Regions from separate parts of the Mus musculus genome. Here all the other regions are linked to region 1. Evidence: chromatin contacts called from public promoter capture Hi-C data. All regions are on one chromosome and are shown on one strand. Each heading gives the region's core, a stretch centred on a gene start, on an enhancer-like site or on the middle of the called end of the contact. The rest is flanking DNA. Distances are from core to core; before and after follow the strand shown.

Evidence for each region. Promoter capture Hi-C pulls out the DNA fragments that hold promoters and counts their contacts.
Region 2: a promoter capture Hi-C map of pre-B cells shows a contact between it and region 1. The contact joins the promoter of Cav2 here to the promoter of Lsm8 in region 1. A contact is called at or near these places in 2 of 39 promoter capture datasets (liver and pre-B cells).
Region 3: a promoter capture Hi-C map of pre-B cells shows a contact between it and region 1. The contact joins the promoter of St7 here to the promoter of Lsm8 in region 1. A contact is called at or near these places in 5 of 39 promoter capture datasets (the 3T3-L1 cell line, cranial neural crest, frontonasal cranial neural crest and 2 more) and 1 of 9 other capture datasets (liver).

The regions. Positions count from the first base shown.
Region 1 is chr6:18,846,626-18,850,750 of GRCm38.p6, reverse strand. Lsm8 (LSM8 homolog, U6 small nuclear RNA associated) reads right to left here and starts at 2,116. Exons shown (of 4, transcript NM_133939.1): 1 at 1,988-2,116; 2 at 1,085-1,125. The coding sequence starts at 2,018.
Region 2 is chr6:17,279,065-17,283,189 of GRCm38.p6, reverse strand. Cav2 (caveolin 2) reads right to left here and starts at 2,005. Exons shown (of 3, transcript NM_016900.4): 1 at 1,680-2,005; 2 at 1,108-1,295. The coding sequence starts at 1,829.
Region 3 is chr6:17,691,920-17,696,044 of GRCm38.p6, reverse strand. It overlaps St7 (suppression of tumorigenicity 7), which reads right to left and starts at 2,051. Exons shown (of 16, transcript NM_001289624.1): 1 at 1,683-2,051. The coding sequence starts at 1,833.

The DNA of each region.
Region 1 (4,125 bases), core at 867-3,366:
AATAACTATATAGAATCAGAATAAATAGAAACTTGGAGTCTAGAAACTGGAAAGAAAAACTTAGACTATTTACTATAGTAGTTGGTAAACAGTAGTTATCATAAAACCCCAGAAAAGTCCTCTCACCTTCATTTTATACACAAATATTTTATCAGGCGACTTTGTGATAAGATAGAACTAATCAATGTCAATACTTTTGTTCCGCTTTCCCTCTGTAAACCTTTTGTAACAGAAACAAGATATTTAAACATGAGGCTTAGTGGTAATTCTTCACAAGGCTGTATGTCAGACTAAATAACACACAAGATACTTAGCACATGATATGCATTTAGTCTTTGTCACTTTGACTGGTATGGCCTATGAAAAACAATAAAAGGATTAATAAAATTAAGGAGCTCTGATGGCTCAGTGGTTAAGAGTACATACTGATCTCCAAAGCACCCATACATTGTGGCTCACAAAGACCTGCAACTCTAGTTCTTCTGGCCTTCTTGTGTAGTGTACCCCCACACATACAGCAGATATTCACACAAACATACATGAACAAACATGAGCAAAAATAAATCTTAAAAAAAAAATCACAGAATGGGATAACATGGGATTAAATTTCATACAGGAAATATTTCAATCAAAGATGATAGACAAGGCAATGGTCCCAAAGATTGTACCACCAGTGAAGTCATAGCTAACTTGAAGTTTCCAAAACCATTTATTATTTTTGGAAGAACAATGAAATCACTGAAGACACACTTCTCAGATTAAATCACCTCGTCGATAAGCAATTTATTGGGGCATACACATAATATGTAAATCGTTTAAGGTCTCTAATGGCATAAGGAAGAGACACAAGAAGAAAACCAATCAGCTATTGCACAGCTCTCCATTTCAGATCAGAGGCCTTCAAGGTTGATTAGAGAATCTGTACAGGTAGCCAAGAGACTAAGGTTAAATGGATGAATCAATGGGTGAATCATAAGAGCAGTGAACTAGGTGTGCTGTGGTGCCTGAACACTAGGCCAGAAATGTTACCTCAAATTTGCAATCAATAAGCCTAAGGAAAGAGAAAAACGGAAATGTCACTCACCACAATCATTCTGCCATCAGAAGTAATAACAGCCACAGTCCCTGAGAACCGAGTCAAGGAACGTATTTCTTAAAGAATACAACCTGAAAACTTTCAGCCTGGAAAGAGTTCCAATTACTTAAAAAGGAAAGAAGAGACAGAATCAAGATTCCACACTGCCACTGCTCTTGAGGGAGAAAACTGAAGTTTTTAAACTTGTTTCAATTGTACCTCGAAAACAGTTCATCACATGGGAGAAGGGTATGTGACCGCTTGACTCTGGTTTAAACAGCAGTGTTTCCAACCTATGACACTGAGTCAGGCAGACTCATTTCTTAAGCTTTAAAATAAAAACTAGGTGAGTGCTAATTAATGTTGAATTACTTTATGCAAGTAAAGGACCTTCTCATCCAAGACTCTGTCATAATTAATGCCATCAAGTACCAATAATTCTTGTATCATTAAAAGCTCTCTGTATTTAACTATGTGTCTTAGGTTTTGCCCCGACTTTAGAACAGCAATTCTAACTTAAAAAATTCAACCGGGCTTTTAAAAGCTACTCGCCACTCTCTAAACACCATGACAAGATTTCAAGCAGAGGTATGGGACCTGAAGCCCAAATCTGAGAAGCATCTATCTGTTGTATGCTATCTCTGCTTGGGGGACCTGCAAACGCAGAGTTCTTAGGAAAACAGTGCATCTTATTCCGGATGTTGGGACACACGATCAAAGGCCGTGTGCAGAGAAGTTCGAACTACACCGAGATCTGTGCTGTGGGTGCAAAAAGCCCCGAGGCCGGCCGGGAGCTCCCTCCACGAACCCCGACCCCGGGTCCTCCGCCCACCGCCCACCACTCCGGGCCTCCCGTGCTCCCTCCCGCCCCCGCCGCCGCCTGAGCGGTCGCAGCAGCCCGCCGGAGGATACGGTTGATGTAGTTCTCCAAAGCAGACGTCATGCTGCTGGGCCCGGAGGTCCCGGGAATCTGCGAGGGCTCGGCAACGAGGAGACAAAACACCGCCCGACAGAAACCCGGACAGCTTCGCGCCCGCTGGCGAACGCAAAGACCGCGAGACTCTGAGGCCTCAGCGGCGACGAATCAGGGACGGAAAGGAGCCGGCCAAACAGGAAGCCGGGCGGGGCTGACTAGTGGGCATGCGCAGTGTGTTTCCGCCGGGCTTCTGGGCGGCGCTCGCACGCCGAGACCAAGGCGGGGACAGGCAGTTTATGGAGAGGTCACTGAAGGTGGGCTGGAAGGAGAGCCTGGAAGGAGGCTCTAGCGGACGGGAAGACACTGTGGTAGTTACTAAAGGTAGTGTGGGAAGACACTTTCTGCCGGAAGACACACGACATGAAGATGGTAGCATTGGCTACTGAAGGAGAGAGATTCTTTGTTCTCATAGGCGACATAGATGCAGGGTGGAGGGAGTTCTAGCTTTCTCACGCGTGAGCCAGAAAAGTTTAAAAAGCCAAATAGCCCAGTACAAAGGGAGCATATTGTAGCTCCATGATGTGCATTTTCGGAGAATCCAACTGTATACAGAATGTTAGTGTTGAAGAATGAAAAATTACTGGCCTCTTGTAAGAACATGAACTTTTTACCTCGGAGCCCACCCCCTCCCATCTAGAAAACATTTTTGAGATAAAGGCTTCCTGGAACAACCTCAAAATGAACCAGGTACTCCTTAGTTACGTAGGTTCCTTGATAGGACATGACTCCTTAGTTACATAGATTCCTTTGGCAGAACTCCCTAGTGATGTAAACTTGTACTTTCCCTGCCCAGTTCTCCCCCTTTGAGTTTTACTATATAAGCCTGTGAAAAATTTTGGCTGACCGTCGAGACTCCTCTACCCTGTGCAAAGGTGTATGAGTTTCGACCCCAGAGCTCTGTGTGCTTTCTGTTGCTGCTTTATTTCGACCCCAGAGCTCTGGTCTGTGTGCTTTCATGTTGTTGCTACTTTATTAAATCTTACCTTCTACATTTTATGTATGGTCTCAGTGTCTTCTTGGGTACGCGGCTGTCCCGGGACTTAAGTGTCTGAGGGAGGGTCTCCCTTCGAGGGTCTTTCATTTGGTGCATTGGCCGGGAAACAGCGCGACCACCCAGAGGTCCTAGACCCACTTAGAGGTAAGATTCTTTGTTCTGCTTTGGTCTGATGTCTGTGTTCTGATGTCTGTGTTCTGTTTCTAAGTTTGGTGCGATCGCAGTTTCAGTTTTGCGGATGCTCAGTGAGACCGCACTCCGAGAGGGAGTGCGGGGTGGATAAGGATAGACGTGTCCAGGTGTCCACCGTCCGTTCACCCTGGGAGACGTCCTAGGAGGAACAGGGGAGGATCAGGGACGCCTGGTGGACCCCTCTGAAGGCCAAGAGACCATTTGGGGTTGCGAGATCGTGGGTTCGAGTCCCACCTCGTGCCCAGTTGCGAGATCGTGGGTTCGAGTCCCACCTCGTGTTTTGTTGCGAGATCGTGGGTTTGAGTCCCACCTCGCACCTTGTTGCGAGACCGTGGGTTCGAGTCCCACCTCGCGTCTGGTCACGGGATCGTGGGTTCGAGTCCCACCTCGTGCAGAGGGTCTCAATTGGCCGGCCTTGGAGAGGCCATCTGATTCTTCTGGTTTCTTTTTTTTTGTCTTAGTCTCGTGTCCGCTCTTGTTGTGACTACTGTTTTTCTAGAAATGGGACAATCTGTGTTCACTCCCCTTTCTCTGACTCTGGAGCATTGGAAGGAGGTGCGGGTCAGAGCCCACAACCAGTCGGTGGAGGTCAGAAAGGGTCAGTGGCAGACCTTTTGCGCCTCCGAGTGGCCAACGTTTGGAGTAGGCTGGCCACCTAAGGGTGCTTTTGACTTGTCACTAATCGCCGCCGTCAGGCAAATTGTTTTTCAGGAGGAAGGGAGTCGATGTGGAATCCGACCCCGTCAGGAAATAGCGTTTGGCTTGGCTGGTTGTACAAGTCCAGGCGTGGACGAGTGTGCTTAGAGATACTGGTGTCTTCTTTTTCTCTGTTGCTATCTTGTTTTTGTTTGTGGTTTTTGTCATGAGACACAGACACTGTACGTCAGA
Region 2 (4,125 bases), core at 756-3,255, 1.6 Mb after region 1:
GATGGGCAAGCTGAAGAAAGGCTTGTGTTCTCACCCAGCAACACTGAGCACCTAATAGGCTTGGTGTGCAGAACTAGTGAGCTAACACAGCAAAGTGTACCTCGAGACTGAAAGAAGGAGTAAGTTGGATAACTCTTTGAACACTGAGACTGCCCTGGGATGTGGCAATGCCCCATGATGTGAAAAACTAAACGGTGGTATCTAGGGTCACACGTGTCACCAGGACCACCTTGAGGTACCAGCGTGAAAACTATTGTGACATTGGGGATGATTCTTTGAATGAAGTGGGTAACCTTTAACACAAAAAACATTTCTTGGAGGAGTGGGCTAGTTCCCTTAAGACAAGTTTGAGTGCTTAAAAAAGCTTATGATGCATCTTGAACGTGAATAACTTTACAGACATCCCAACATTCGATTGGTTTCCATATTTCTTTTTCTTGTAACTAGATGGCATTTGTGTGTGTGTGTGTGCTTCATAAGTGAAACAATAATGTAATGGCCTATCCCCTTGTTTCATAGCTTAACATTTTATTTGTTCGTGGTAGATGTTCAACCCAATCATTGTAAACACTCCTGTCTCCCCTGGGTTCATGGCTGCCATTTACCAATAGCAAGACTTGAGTGGCTCAGTTCATAGCACTGTTTTACTAAAGTCTGCCCTTCTCCAAGGGTCAGAATGTAAGCGCTGTTTTCTCTGAGATCAACGTTTGTTTTGCCCAAGCACAGATGGTGACTGAATAAAAGTCAATGAAAGGAGGAAAGGACCTGCCCAGAACCACAGGCACGAGTCACAACAGGCCCTGGAGAGAGCAGCCTATGACAGGAAGTGGCCTTCCAGCCCCCACCTCCACACTCAGCTCAGCCTTCTGCATGGAAGGAAAAATCACACCCAGGAAAGAGGCCCTTGCTTCCTTCTGTTTAAACTCTCAGCCGGGACTATTATTCTAAAGAAAGCACACTGCCCTTCAAGATTTCTCAGGTCTTGTTACCCTTGGGAACTAATGTAAGCGTTTTCTCTGCAAATGGGCCCTGGGAAATAGGAAGAGCAGAGAGCAGGTGGCAAAAACTTCTGTAAGCTTCAGAATCAACCCATGTGTCCCCTCTCACCAGATGTGCAGACAGCTGAGGGTAGCAAACAGGATACCCGCAATGAAGGCCAAGGGGATGGCCAGAAATACGGTCAGGAACTTGTACATCACATATTTGCTGATTTCAAAGAGAGCATGGCTGCAGATCCACACTTTGTCAAAGGAGTGTGTAGTCTCAGGCTCTGCAATCAGATCCTCGAAGCCTAGCTGCAGAGACAAGATGCAAGGACTCATGACGTCATCCAACCTGTCGGGGATAGGGTCGGGGTGGGGAGGGAACGAAGTTGGTGGGGGTGGGGGGTGTGGTGGCAGAAGCACTCTAAGAAGGGGAAGTCCGAAGGAAAGGCGACCTGGCTAGAGTATCTTCAGCTTTTCTTAGAGTGACACTGGGCACACAGGAGTTGGACACTGTGTGGCTGTTCAGGGAGCCTGAAGGCTGTGGGACCAGGGCAGAGTGCCAATGGAACCAGCATTAGCAATGGGACCAACCCCCACTGTTGGGGAGAAGGTCAAGAGTCATCCTCCTGCAGCATACAAGGGACCCTTAGCAGCCTCCAGCCTAGATGAGTGATAGCCCAGCCTGAAACTCACCTTGAGATGAGAGTTGAGCTGGTGAGGATCCCGGTCGTGACTCGAGTCAACATACTTCTCAGGATCTGCGTAGTCAACGCCACTGTGGTGGCTGTAGGCGTCATCGGCCATGAAGAGCTGCACATCGGCCTTCTCGGTCTCCAGCCCCATCGTGGCTGGCGTTGCAAGAGTGGCTCGGTCGTTCGGTCCCTAGGCAGCCCTGCCTCCCCTTCCCGTGGCGCTCAGCCCCGCCCCGCCTGGCTTCGCCCTGCCTAGCCTCGGGCTGCCCGGGCGGCGGCCGCTTCCCGCTGCCGGTTCCCGCTCCCAGCCTTGGCTGGCCGAACCCCGCCCCGCCCCGCCGGGCCTGCGGGGAGGGAGGGCACCTCTCCAGTTGTTTGCCAAAGCCCCAAGGAGCCCGGGGAACCGGCTCGATGAGTCATCTCCTGGCTTGGTGAAGCCGGGCAAAGCAGACCTCCCGGGCCACTTGGCTTGCAGTCCGAACAGGGATGCTTAAAGGCAGACAGATTGGTCAGGGAGGTGTGTGTACTGGAAGAAGGTCTGGAGGTGCTAGGGGGCAAGCATTAGGGAAGTCTACATGCATCTACTGGTTGGATTAGAGTTGTGGCACCTGCTCCTCAGAGCTATCCTGAGAGAATGAGATGTTAATTCCTAACTTTTACTTGGTCCCCAACTCACAGCAAGCATTGTAGCTGAATCGTGAGGCTAAGGCGTACCTTGTTGATAGATAATGGACTGCAGCAGCCCTTTCGTTTTGTTTTTGTTTCCCCAGAGTTGGTTATGTAAGTTGTTATAGGAGTTTGTTGCCATCATACCCCAAGGATAGGTCTGCTCTTCTGCCTCCAAACTACAACTAACTTTGGATTTTCCCTTAAATCAGGATTTTGTTCAAAGACTGCAGGAACTAATGCCGTGCAGACAGGTCTGTAATGCCATCGTAGGAGCAGCATAAACAAGCATATAACTACATCATGGTACATGGATAAGCCCGCTGACCATTCTCTCAAGAGCTTCAGTAGGGAGGAGTTGGCATAAAGAGTTTGCCATCTGGTAACCTAAAACTTTGCCTGCGCGAAATAGGAACTTGGTGAGTATAGATATGGAATGATGCTTTCAGTTTGCCCAGACCCCAAACTATAGTACCAAAGAATGGGCATTGCTCTGGACAGCCGGCTTTAGAGCCTGCTGCACAAATCAAATCCCTTGTAGGAAATGGATTTGAAGGTTTCTTTGGAAAAGGAAAGGCTATTTGGGGAGTAATACAAGTTACAAAACAACCAACTAAACAACCTGGGAACTGATCGGAGAACATATTTGGAAGGCAAAACTCTAAATGTCATAGTTGAATAGGGAGTGTATCTTCTTCCACTGCAGTGTGTGGGTCATCATGTCAGTAATGCAGAATGGCGCAGGGTTGAATCCCACGTCCTGGAGGCTTCTTCTCTCGCCCCCTCACCGAGTCCCGTTACTCAAGCTTCCCCCTCCCCCTGATTATACTTTTCCTTCCTGGTTTTATTTAAATCCTTTTTAATTCGAAGGGGTGGTATAGGCCTTACACTCACTGTTTTCTCAGCACTTCACCATCCTGCATTCATTCGGACTTTCTGAGAATCAGATAGGGTCTAGATGCTACGCCCGATGGCAGGAGTTTGAAGGGGAGGCCTTCATGTTGATTTCCAGGGTTTGGAAGAGACAGTTTAGATCCATTTAATCTTTTTGTAAAGCTTACATTTCCTCAAAGTTGTAAGGTCTTTCTCAAGAAGAAGAAAAAGCATGGCTGCAGTCAGGGTGGTGGCCAGACATCTAACCCTGGGGCTTCATCCCTTCCAAGTCTTCCAGATACCTTCACATTTCCATTGTCCTCCTTAGGACAATTGAAAGACCTATTGCAAATAACTGCTGAGTTTTCAAGCAGTGGAGACAGGCCATGGAGAGGTAAAACTGCCATGTCTTTTATTGGGCAGTTACAGTTAAAGATTCATTTGTAAAATTATAGGTATTTATAAAAGTTGTCTCTGAAGCCCATGATAAAAATAGAACCTGACTAGAGTTGGCGTATGCCATGAAGAATTCAATAGAGAAAGACTCACATACTGACTTACTGAATATATCCCTCTACCATGGGTTGGGACTTGATGACACTCTTATTTTTAATAACATGCTTGCCCGGTTCACTATTTTAATTCAAGTTTTTTTTTAAGCCTTTCTATAAAATGATTTTGTTTATCTTCTTAGAATATTCTTATACTATGGCAGCTACCATTATTTTGAAGGGGATTAAAACAGCATGATTCTACACAGCAAAGATGGTCTTATTCATGCTAAACTGATAGATTTTCTAAGAAAGAGAAAAATTAAAGAAGATGTTGCAGCCAAATGGCCGAGTCCACACTAGAACTTCCAGTGTGCGGGATTATCCTCCAATGAGCCTCAAAAGCAATTCAATTAT
Region 3 (4,125 bases), core at 802-3,301, 1.2 Mb after region 1:
TCCTAAAAAATCATCTCTCTTCTTAATCCTTCCTGTCTGTCCTGTCTAAAGTGTTAGCGTGTGGCCTCTGTGCCTTGCATATAATTCTGTTTGGATGACTATTTAACCTACTTTAAGGAAATGAGAAATAGAGACGTGTTCTGAAATAAATATAACTATATTATGCAAAATTCAAGATTTTAAAAATTCTACAACAAATTTTCTGGAAGGAAAAAAATTTGGAAGTACCTTCCTATAAATAGATAATAAAGATTCAAATTTGTTTAAAGGACGGGTCTTTGAGACTAGAATCTATTCTCTAGTCACCAAAGTCACAAGGAAAAAGCCTTACCCTAAAGCAGTTGTTCTAAACCTTCTAAATTTACGTTGAGGTGACCCACCAACCATAAAACTATTTTCTTTTTTCTCGCTACTTTGTAATTGTGATTTTGCTACTCATAATGTATATATCTGACATGCAAGGATATCTGATATGCAAGCTCCAAATGGGTCATGACCCACAGGTTGAGAATGTCTGTCCTAAGGCAAGGAACACAATATTACAATGTGACAAGCAGTCACGCTAACAGATTAAAAAAAAAAAAAAGGTGGGATCTTCGGAATAATCAGAGCCAAACAGCTTAGCATCCTCTACATTAGGATGAGCTGATTCTATGTGCAGAATTCTGTCTGCCTCCCAAAAAGACCATCCAAAGGATACTATGAAACAAACATAGTCAGCAACAGGTTCACATTAAAGGAGGTTTATAATGTTAAACAAAATGAGTACATTGTGGCAAGCATCTAAAAGGGTCCACTTCCCACTGGTCCTCCATTTCCAGTTATGGTCATGGGAAATTCATTTCCAACCTTGGTATTGTAGACAATGCAAATTAAAATAACAGAAGACAGATATATGTGAATGTGTATCTATGTCTGTAAATAAGTCAGAACTGTAAAGACTTCCCAGCGTAGTGTGCAATAAAATTTGCAGACTCAAAGGGCTGTAAGCCTTCCTTCAACGTGCATTTTGTTTCTGAATTGTCTCTGGGGTGTCCTTAGCCTAAGTTTGCCCTCCTTGGTTTTTAACATCTGGGGTGGCCTGCTGCAAGTTTATCAGGACCACAGTCACCACATACATGCACACTTGTTTAGCCCCGCGCGCTTTAGAGAGGGCTCAGCCGAGAACAGGACAACTTCAGCTGGGGACGTCAGACATTCCAGATTCCCCGCGCGCGGTCCGCGTGTCCCCTCGACATTCCGTTGGGTGACCTGACACGTCATCCACGCTCCTAGAGGGACCTACGGACATGCCCTCCCCGTCCACACCACAGCGACACCCTCCGGGACAAGGCTCTCTCTCCACTCGCGCGCGCCCTCGGCCCGAGCCATGCGTGGGCCCTGGCGGCGCAGCCGGGAGCAGGACATGCCTCCTCGGCGCGGTTCGGACGCTCGAGCGCCGGCGAGACTCGCGAGCTCCCGGGGCTCGGCGGGGACCCGCGGGGACGGAAGGGGACACTCCGCGCGCGGGGGTGGGGGTGGGACTCGCGAAGGCCGCGGGGCTGCGGCGGCCACCTGAGGCGGCGCGTCCCGGAGCGCGCGTCCCCGCCGGCCGCGACCCCGCCGCGCGACTTTGCACTAACTTTCCCGGGGCGGGGGAGGGGCGGCCGAGCGGAGCCGGGCCGGGCCGGGCCGGGCCTGACCTGTGCTCAGGTTGTCGTTGATCCTCAGGGGCACCCTCAGGATGTAGACCAGGAAGAGCACGAGGAAGAACCACACGGTCCACAGATAGGTCCACGACCACACGATGCAGGACTTGAGCTGCTCCAGGAAGCCCGCGCCCGCCTCGGCCATCTTCCGGCGCTGCTACGGGCCGCCGCGGCGCTCGCTGTCGGCCGGGATGATTCACCCGCCCGAGGCACGGCTCGAGCCGCCGCCGCCGCCAGGGCCCGGCGTCCCCGGAGCTCGCCCGGCGCCCGGATGCGGCGGGAAAGCGCGCGGCCTGCGCTCCGAGCCCCCGCCGGTGGCCTTCGTGGAGCGGTCACGTGGGCCCGGTCCCTGCACTCTCCCGGGCCATTTATACTTCTTGTACTAGTATTTTAGGAGGACAGCCCGGGCGCCGCCGAGGGACCCACTGACGTAACAGCTCGCGGGTGTAGAGCGCTTCCGAGAGCCGGGCGTGCTCCACACACTTTGTAATGTCTGGGGGGGGAGCCTGCAACAGTTGCCAGGTCCTGGGGTGATAGACGGAGGGAAACTGAGGCCCAAAGCGTTCCTAGGTCTACCTTAAAGTGGAGTCAGAATTCGGTTGCAATCAAGATTTCCAGGACGTAAACAAGGTTTCCAGGAGTCTTAAAGCTGTGTCTCCCAGGACTGGGGCTTAAAGGTATCAATGAAATCCAGACGAGCTAGAAGAGATGCACTCCTGCTCATTAGGCCTGAAGAGAAATTTTGGTTCCCTTTGTACTAGCTTCTGCTATTTGTTTTGTTTTTCCCAAACAGCACGGTGAAGGGTTTTCCAGAGAAACTGACAACATACGTATTTCTTTTTCTTCCTATTTTCCAAGTGATCGCCATTCAAACAAGTCTTTACTCGTTTTGTTTTTGTTTTTAACATATAAGCAATTCCCTAGTTTAACTTTGGCGTACTTCATCAGAACCTAATGAAAAATGAATAAAAATAAAACCACATTATGAACATTTTCCCACGGTTAAATAAAATAGTATATTTTACACAAGGCTTTAGGTGCTAGCTCCGAGTCTGTTTCTTGACTTTTAATGTATTCAATGTTAAATGAAGCAAACGCAGACTTTCCCAACTATAACCAAGACATTAAAATTCATCACTGAACAGCTTACCTTATTATAATTTTTATATTGCTCATGATTAAGCTCAGAATGCATTACCTCAAAATGGGACACCTTGTGCTGGCGTGCTGGCTGCCTTGAATGGAAGGGAATTGGAAAGGCCTCAGAAGCAAGGTGTCTCTGAGCTCCTGTCCTTTTTTCATACCTTGTGTGTCCCCCAAAGCAAAGCCAGTTCCCGGAAACCAAAATTCCCCTACTTCAAGGTGCATTGTAGAAATCAGAATGCATCTCCCTCAGACTAAACTATAAAACATGGAAAGCTCGATCTTTTCTCCCTTCCCCCTCCTCCTTTGAAGCCCCTCATTCCAGGACACTCTACCTCAAAAACCTCCAGAAGAAAGAATGTTAGGGAGAGGCCAAGAATGTGGACATGCCGGCTTTGCGAGACCTTTCCCCTCAGCCTGTCACCTTCACGTTATTACCTGAACGAAAAGAGGTTTCTCAAATTCTTTCAGGCTTCATTTATCATGCTTTTTCTTTTGCATCCTGATATATGGGAGTGTTGGCTGCGGCCCTTACAGTGGGTGTGGAGAGGTGTTACACCTTTCTGCTCCTACAAGGACTTGTAGTTTCTTCCATAGTAAAACAGGCTGAGTTAATTTGTAGATGTGGGGCCTGTTTGTGACAGTTCCAGGTGGCAAACTCAATTGCACTAAGGAGTGGTTTGGGGATTGCCTGCGAGGGTCTTTCCAGAAGAGACTGAGAAGTGAGTGTGAGCACATTTGATGGGGAATGTTCACCTTCAGTGTGTGTGAGTACCATTCAAGAACCTGGAGACCATAGAACTAGAGAGAATGTACTCTCCTTCTACCACAGAAGAGGCATTTTGACCTCTTCTTCTGTTGACATTGGCCATGAGAACTCCAGGCTTTAGACTCCAGGACTTGGACCAGTGCCACCTTCAGGCCTCCAGACTCCAACTGTAGGTTGTAATCTAAGCTCCCCTTCCCTACCATGGGTCATTCTTTGAAATTAGCCTGAGCGGCGCTACCTACTCTCTGGTTCTCCAAGACTTTCATGGAACTTCTCATACTATATTCTTCATAAGCCAATTCCCCAGTCAACCAACCCCTCCTTCCTCTCCTTTCTCTTCTCCATTCTATACTGGGCCTTAAGACATCAAGATTCAGATCACCTCTGTGTTTCTCCCAGCAATGGCCTCTAGTTACAGCCTGATTGTTACCTAGAGGGAACTATGTTGTGGGTTCCTACCACCAATTTTACTACCACCACCTCATCATCATCTATCTAAAAATGATATGTAGATGGCATATAGTA